3 separate regions of the Sus scrofa genome follow, and regions 2 and 3 are each linked to region 1. A link is a contact called in public targeted proximity ligation data. All regions are on one chromosome and are shown on one strand. The core of a region is the stretch at or near the end of the contact, and the rest is flanking DNA. Distances in the headings are between cores, read along the strand shown.

Region 1 (2,707 bases), core at 87-2,586:
CAATGCCTGCTGCATGGTGCTCAGGGACCGTGGGTTGAGTTAACTGCGGAACGATTCTCCAGGGTATTAAACGACTGTCTTTTATCCCACTTGATCTTCATGGCAATTTTGTGAAGGCCGCCAAAAGATATTATGGTATCCATTTTACAGATGAGGAAGTAGAGTCTCCAAAGAGGCTAAGGGTCTTTATTTATTTATTTTTGATTCCATCTTGTTTATTAGTAACTTTTTTCAAACCACTTTTTTGAGTCTTTTTTAATTTTTATTTTTTCCGTGACATTCATTTATTTAAAATGCAGTCATTTATTTACTCAGCAATCATTTATTAAGTGGCATCATAGTAGAGCTTATGCTTAGCCTGCAGATATGTTCATGTTCATTCTTGCCATTTTCTTCTTTTAAACATCCTTGCTCCCTTTCAAGAGACGTTGAAATCCCCAGTTAAAAGACAATCTAGGAGTTCCCGTGTGGCGCAGTGCTTAAGGAATCCGACTAGGACCCATGAGGTTGATCCCTGGCCTTGCTCAGTGGGTTAAGGATCCGGTGCTGCCGTGAGCTGTGGTGTAGGTCACAGGCGCGGCCTGGATCCTGCGTTGCTGTGGCTCTAGTATGGCCGGTGGCTACAGCTCCAATTAGACCCCTAGCCTGGGAACCTCTATGTGCCGTGGGTGCGGCCCTAGAAAAGGCAAAAAAAGACCAAAAAAAAAAAAAAAAAAGACAATCTAGAGGAGTTCGCTGGTGGCTCAGTGGGTTAAGGATCCGGTGTTGTCACTGCTGTGGCTGGGTTTGTCCCCTGGCCTGGGAACTTCTGCATGCTGTGGACGTGGCTCCCCAAAAAGGGCAAAAACTAGAGCACTGACTAAAGGGAGGGGCTTTGGAGTTTGAGCTGCAACCCTGCCTCCCTCCATGCCTGACTCTGTGACCAGGGGCAGCTTCCTCAACAATTCATTCCCTTCCTTGGTTTTTACACCTGTAAGATGGCAGTGGCGATTAGCAGTGTCCTAGGTACCCCATGAGAGACTGCGGTAAAGCCTTGTTATCAGTCAGCTTTCTGCCTGTCCCCATTGGCTAAGAGGATTTTATCCCATCTGTTTCCTATAATTTGCATGACAAAACCAATAGGCTTATTTTTTTTCATCTCCACATATGAAGATATAATATTGAATAGGCTTTTTCAAACCCAAGAGCTTGATATGCCCACTCTCCATTACCCCAGCGCCTCTCAGCATTCACAGATGCCAAATGTGACCCCAAGTCAGGAGAGGGTCCCGGCCCATTCCTTCTTCCTCTTGCATCTGTTCCCAGTAGAGGAAGAGCTACCGGTTTCCAGCTGCAAGGTTGAAATGGAAACCGGCAAAAGTGCAAGCAGAGGGCTCCATTTCCCAATAGCTGCAGCTGTCTAGTGCCCTGAGCTATTTTTAAACCCCTTTTCAGAAACCCCAGTGCTTGCAATGGATCTATTTTCTTAACTGCCAAGAGATAACGCTTAAAAGGAATAGCTTGAAAAATATTCCACGGCACTCATAAAAATGACTGAAATAGATGGTGCATAAGACAGCCTTTGTCTGCAGCAGCAAGGAGAGTGAGACGAAGTCTTTCAGACCCCAGGGCAGCGGTGCCGCTGGATCTGCTGCTGACAACCACGGCTTTGTGTCTCAAATGTGCACTATGACCAGAAAAGGCAAGAAAACCAAACAGTAATTGTAGAGAACATCAGAGACCTGGCATTTCAATTGGCCGACAATTCCAGGAAACAGGGAACCCCAAAATAACTCTCCAAGAATCCCCCTCAATTTGAGCGTTGCCTTATCTAGTAAACCTGTCCAAATTGTCCAAAACTGAGCTAGTCTTCTGCCCCTTCCCTGAACTCCGGAGTATTTCCTGCCTGCTTTGGTGGAACCACCAGCCATGCAGTCACTTGGGTTACAAATTTAGGAATCATTCTCAAGTCTCCTTTTCTTCACCTCCTACATCCAATAAAGGCTTATGAATATTGTCTCCTAAATAGTTCTGAAGTCACGGTCTCTTTATATCCCCACCACCGCTGCCCTGATTCAGTCCTTCATCATCTCTCCTCTGGATTTTTGCAAGAGCTTTTTTTTTTTTTTTTTTTTGGCCGCACCTGCAGCATGTGGAAGTTCCCAGGCCAGGGGTTGAACTTGGCCACAACAGTGGTCCAAGCTGCTGTGGTGACAATGTGTGCCAGATTCTTAACCCACTGTGCCACAAGAGAACTCCAAGAGCACCTTGGAGACCTTGACTAGTCTCCTTGCCCCTATTTTTGCCCTTCTTTGCCAATTTGACACTAGGATTTTTTTTTTTTTTAATTCCAAATCTTATGTCATCTCTTGCTTAGAATCTTTCAGGGTGACCTCATTAGACAGACCACACTCTTTTTTTTTTTGTCTTTTTAGGGCTGCACCCGAAGCATATGGAGGTTCCCAGGCTAGGGGTCTATTCGGAGCTGTAGCTGCCGGCCTACACCAGAGCCACAACCATGCCAGATCCGAGCCATGTCTGCAGTCTACACCACAGCTCATGACAACACCGGATCCTTAACCCACTGAGCAAGGCCAGGGATCAAACCCTCAACCTTGTGGTTCCTAGTCAGATTTGTTTCTGCTGTGCCACGATGGGAACTCCAAGACAGTCCACAATCTTTAGCAGGGCGCACAAGGTCTTCCCGGGAGCTGCCACTGTAATGTCT
Region 2 (2,707 bases), core at 150-2,649, 220 kb after region 1:
ATAAGAACAAAGCGAGTGGCTTTCACAAATATGTATGTTGCAATCAAGTAAAATAACACTTTAAAAAAGGAAAAAATAAAAAAGATAAGGAAATGTGTGAATTTGCAGAACAGGAGAACCAGGTCCAAGAGAGCAGGCTCCGAGTGTGTTAATTTGGCTCACCCAGGTCATTGGAGACTCTGGTTTCTTCTGTGTTCTGTCCACAGGCTGGGCTGCATCCTGAGGCAGGGGTTCCCACGCCCATAAAGCTGGCTGACCGCAGCCACTGGGCAGCCTGCTTCCTGTTCACACTCTGTGGGGGTCCCTTTGGTGTGTTGATCTTAAGATCCAGGAACATTTTCACCAAAGGCCTCCCCAACAACCGTCTCACCATTTTTGTCTTCTCCCCAAACCAGCCACTGCCAAAGGGGATGGAGTCAGATCATTGCCCCAGATTAGGTATCTGGGGATGAATGAATGGACTCTGGGGAGGTGACCCCCGTGCTCCATGCACTCTCCAGATTAACAATTCCTACTCCTCTTTGGTCAGCAGAATAATGGCCCCCGCCACTGCCACCCCGACATCCATGTCCTCATCCCCAGAACCCGTGACTATCTTATTGTACACGACAGAAGGGGCTTTGCAGATAGGATTCGGCTAAGGATCTTGAGAGTATCTTGGATGATTAAAGTGGGTCCCTACAGCTCAAGAGTTCCAAGGAGGGAGTTCCCGGCGTGGCTCAGGGGGTTAAGAACCCGACATAGTGTCTGTGAGGATGTAAGTTCCATCCTTGGCTTCTTTGCTCAGTGGGTTAAGGATCCAGTGTTGCTGCAGCTATGGCGTAGGTCGCAGCTGTGGCTTGGATTCAGTCCTGGGCCCTTTTCCATATGCCACAGGTAGAGCCAAAACAAGAAAAAAAATTAATAAATAAACAAAAGACAAACCCAGCCCCTTATCCTGCCTCCTGGTATAGCCCGAACTGTTACCATTTCTCTCTGCAAAGGGACATTCAGTACGGGTGCTGGATACAGGAAAAACTGAAACAAGGAGAATCTCATCCTCACTCACAAGCTGCTAAGTACGTCTCAGTCATTTGATTCCATAAATATTCTCACGGTCAACTCGGGGCTCTTCCAGCTGTCTGCCCTGGCTTGGTCACTCCAGCTGGCTTCCTCGGAAACTTTTTCAGACCTGCTGTTTTTGTTTTTTTGTTTGTTTGTTTGTTTGCTTTTTAAAGTATTAGCAGGGGTCAGGAAGAGCAGAAGACACAGTGAAGCACACCCACAGATAGAGCTATTTTTAGGGGGGCCCCCAGTGGCCGAGATCAGCAGTAATTCCAGTGGGTTGGGTGGGCCCTGAGGTCTGTGGAGGATGTCGGCTGGCTGTCTCCTGTCCTCGTGCCACTTGGATGCAGACACAGCTGTTGGGAGGTTTTCTCCTCCTGTCGCCGGAAGGCCTGTGCTGCAGCGGCCCCGTGATGGAGCGCACGCAGCATGTGCCCCAACTGCTTGTTATCACTGTTCAGCTGTTTCTGGGAAGCCCTGGGCTTTCCTGGGGATGACAGATGACCAGGGGCAACCTAGGAAAGCATCTGGGAAGCCAGCAGAAATCATGGAGCAGAGAAATGGGGTCAGGGAGCCAGGCTGAGGGGATCTCCAGCGGTAGTTCTGTTTTGGGGAACCTGAGGCGTGGCTCACCATCTAAGCAGCTCTCCATCAGGCAGCTCTCTGTAGCCACCTAGCAAGGATCGGAGCCAATTCGATCATTCGAGGCTTAGGAGCCCAAACTGGTGAGCTGGACTGTGAAGCCCTAACACCTGTAAGGGTGTGTGGCTACGTTAACAGAGTGTCTGGGCTTTTGGCTCTGCCCTGTCCCACCTCGCTTTGTCTGTAGTGTCCCACGCTGAGTGGCTACACGCATGGGCTCTGGAGGTTCAGCCTGGGCTGGATTCCCGTTCACTAGCCGCGTGACCGTAGTCACATTACCGAGGGCGCTTTTCCTGTCGGTAAAATGGGGATGATGATAACACCGACGCGCTTGGGCGTGTCGTGCAGCTCAAATGGGTTCACGTGTGTAAAGCACGCATCCCAGGGCCCAGCACATGCTCCCCTGCACACAAACCACTCACTTCCTGGGACCCAGAACATCACTCTCCAGCGCTTTAGGTGACTGCGTGTGCTCTGCCATGGTGTGGCCGTGTCCTAGGCTTTATCACCCCCCCCCCGCGCCCCCCCCCAGAACAGGATGTTGTTTCCAGCTTTTTCCGCCGTAAACAGCATTTCTGTGACTGTCCTCATAGGTGTGAGGATTTGCTCTCACCCTTGATTGTTTCCTCCAGTAAAATTTCTAGGAGTCGAATTGCTGGGTCAAAGAGAGGGCTTGTTTTTAAAGGCATTTCTTAATAGAGGCTGCAAAATTTTCCTCCCGGAAAGTACTAGCTTATAGTCCTCCCACCCGTGAATAGTTTCCTTGCTTGCATGGCCAGGCGATTAACTTTTAATCAAATGAAGGCCCAGGACAAACGGGAGCTATTTCCCTGGGGATAAAGTGTTCCTGGTCCTTGCTTATAAGCAATAAACGCTTCACAACCTGAAGTGAGCCCAGAAGGCACGTTGCTGGTGTGAAAACAGCGCCCTCTACTGGTTTTCCCGGTGGAGCAGCGTGAGCTGCAGTAAAGAGATGGCCAGGTTCAGGTGGTCGCTACCTCCTGGCAGGTGCCAGGAGCCA
Region 3 (2,707 bases), core at 73-2,572, 190 kb after region 1:
AGGCTGGGGCCACCCCCAGAGGAGGGAACGGGAAACCAGATATCCCAGACAGAACTTGGAGGACCCTCTGATCTGTCCTCACTAAGCTCGAGTCATTTCTAGCCAGCTTATCCTGTGATCAGGTAGATCTCATCACCTCTTTTCTGACGGCAGGCGGGGTGTCTCCCAGCAAACCCTGCCTTATGGAATAGAACCATACTAGCGGATTGCCACCCCCACCTATGAGCCCCTGCTCTGTGGCTGAGGTTGCTCACTTCTGCATTTCATGCTTCTCAAGATCCTTTTTTAAAAAATACATATTTTTCTTTTTAGGGCCACACCTGCGACATATGGAGGCTCCCAGGCTAGCCATCAAATTGGAGCCACAGCCACCAGCCTACCCCACAGCCACAGCAATGCCCGACCTGAGCTGCATCTACGACCTATGCTGGATTCTTAGCCCACTGAATGAGGCCAGGGATCGAACCCGCATCCTCATGGACATAAGTCACATTCTTAACCTGCTGAGCCACAACAGGAATGCCTCAGGATCCTTTTGACTGGGGCTACCTGGACCATGGGAACATTATCTAGCTCAAGCATCCTGGCAGCAAAAGGAGCTGAAAAGCTGTCCCTGGGCTGGACCAGCCCAGCACTGTGCATGAAAAATGTTTCTACGAAAAGAACCAATGAAACATGAGCATGGCTCTGTGTAGAGAAAAATTATTCTCCTGGAAGATCTACATACCCCAGCTTCCTCTCCCAGAGCCTTTCGGATGGGCTGTGGTCTCTCTTCTGTCTGGTCCTTTCACTCACCCTCATCCTCTTCATCCTTGTCAGCACAGTGTCATGCTGAAGACATGTGGCCCCGGAGTCTTGTTTAGGTTTCCCTTCACGTCCTCATCAGGCTCTGCGTAGTGCTCTGCACATAGCAGGTACTCGTTTTGTTTATGGAATATTGACTGCGAAGCCCACTGGGAAGTGCAGGCAGGCAACGGGGACATTGCCTGGATGCCATCCTGTCATCTGGATTTCTTGGATGGACACACTGCTGTGTGTGAGGATTTGCGCATGAAAAGGGATGTGTAGCCTTTCTGTTCTGCAGCAGCGCCTGGGAGTCTGTTCATCAAGAAATTGAAGAAAACTAGATGTGTTTAAAGAAGATAGTGTGGCTGCACTTGCAGCTGGAGCATTGAAGCACCTTTCACAATGGGTCTCAGAGCTGCATTGTTTGTGTGTGTGTGAGTGTGTGTGTGTGTTGGGGGTGGGGAGCTGTTCCTTAACTGGCCTTCTCTCTCAGAGCCAAGATCAGGCAGCCTTTGCGGATAGAATTGCCTCCCAAGCAGATGGTCTGTACCAGCTGAACTTGGCCGTGAAAGCCGCCTGTGTTGGGGAGCTGAAAGTCTGTGTCTAAAAGTGCTGGTCTGTCTCAAGTTTCAGGTTTTGTTAATATCCCTAAGTTCCCCACCACTTGCTCCTTTTGCTGAACTGGACTCGTGCCTATAAGAATGAGTTGGAGGCGTTTCTGTCATGGCTCAGTGGTTAACGAACCCAACTAGTATCCATGAGGATGCAGGTTTGATCCCTGGCCTCTCTCAGTGGGTTAAGAATATGGCGTTGCCATGAGCTGTGGTGTGGGTCGCTGACACTGCTCGGATCTGGCATTGCTGTGGCTCTGGCGTAGGCAGGTGGCTACAGCTCCAATTGGACCCCTAGCCTGGGAGCCTCCATGTGCCTCAGGTAAGGCCCTGAAAAAACAAAAACAAAAAAACAAAAATAAAAACAAACCAAAAAAAAATGAGTTGGAATGATTGTGATAGCTTCAGTACAAAGATTAGAAGGATTTTGCCTCTTGCCAAGAACCCCCTTGCCCTAATGGAGCTCTTTGCATTTTGGAGTGTATTCTCCAATGATTTAACTCATATGTTCCTTAACCAGAATCTTGAAAGGCCAGGAGAAAGTCCCACTTTGCAGATGAGCAAACTGAGGCTCAGAAGAACCTTTCCTTTTGCTAGTTAGGGTCAGGTAACTAGCGGGAGGCAGAGCCAGGACATGCATCAGATACTACCCAACAAAGAGGACAACCATTTGTGACTTCTCTTTCTGGCTCCCAAGCCCCAAGTCCTGTCCAGAAAACCATTTCCCTGAAAAGGGATGATTTGCATATTTGGATCTGAAATCCACACACCCAGGCCCGGACAGATTGGGGACCTCATGCTATTCCAGCTGCTGAGGTCTGTGGGCAGGGAAATGCAGCCACGTTGTTTATAGCATTTATCTATGAAACAAATAGAGTGAGCTGAATGTCAGGAAGTTTCCAGGTTTGCCAGACATCTGCCATTTGTCATGTGGAGGGTGACAGCTTTGTGTGGGGGCCTCCTTCATTCTCAGGCCCACACCTCCCTGCTCTGGGCAAATCCATCCCTTTGGGGTCAGCCTCCAGGCTTCTGCCATCTGCTGGTCGGTCTCCTTTCATCTGGACGGACATTTATTTCAGCGCCATCCACACACCTGGCACAGTCCAGGGGTATTTGGTCCAGCCAGTGGCACCCGAGACTCTGCCAAACCAAACGGCCACCTCTTGGTATCCGTGTCTGTTCATGGAGCTCCCAGATGAGGTTGCCTGGACCTCAGATGTCAGACACAGTTTCGGTTCCCAGTCCTGCCTCGCTCATCACTCTCGTGCTCTCCAGGTGGGCGGGTACTGGTCCCTGCTGTCCTCCCATAC

What was found.
Region 2: a contact with region 1 is called in a targeted proximity ligation map of skeletal muscle. A contact is called at or near these places in 1 of 47 Hi-C or Micro-C datasets (fetal heart ventricle) and 2 of 2 datasets of targeted methods (alveolar macrophages and skeletal muscle).
Region 3: a contact with region 1 is called in a targeted proximity ligation map of skeletal muscle. A contact is called at or near these places in 2 of 2 datasets of targeted methods (alveolar macrophages and skeletal muscle).

What each region holds. Positions count from the first base shown.
Region 1 is chr4:14,841,820-14,844,526 of Sscrofa11.1, forward strand. No RefSeq gene overlaps it. Among named protein-coding and RNA genes, the nearest start is that of MTSS1, 90 kb to the right of the region's middle.
Region 2 is chr4:15,060,987-15,063,693 of Sscrofa11.1, forward strand. The region is part of intron 3 of MTSS1 (metastasis suppressor protein 1); the gene reads left to right. Among named protein-coding and RNA genes, the nearest start is that of NDUFB9, 51 kb to the right of the region's middle.
Region 3 is chr4:15,033,314-15,036,020 of Sscrofa11.1, forward strand. The region is part of intron 3 of MTSS1 (metastasis suppressor protein 1); the gene reads left to right. Among named protein-coding and RNA genes, the nearest start is that of NDUFB9, 79 kb to the right of the region's middle.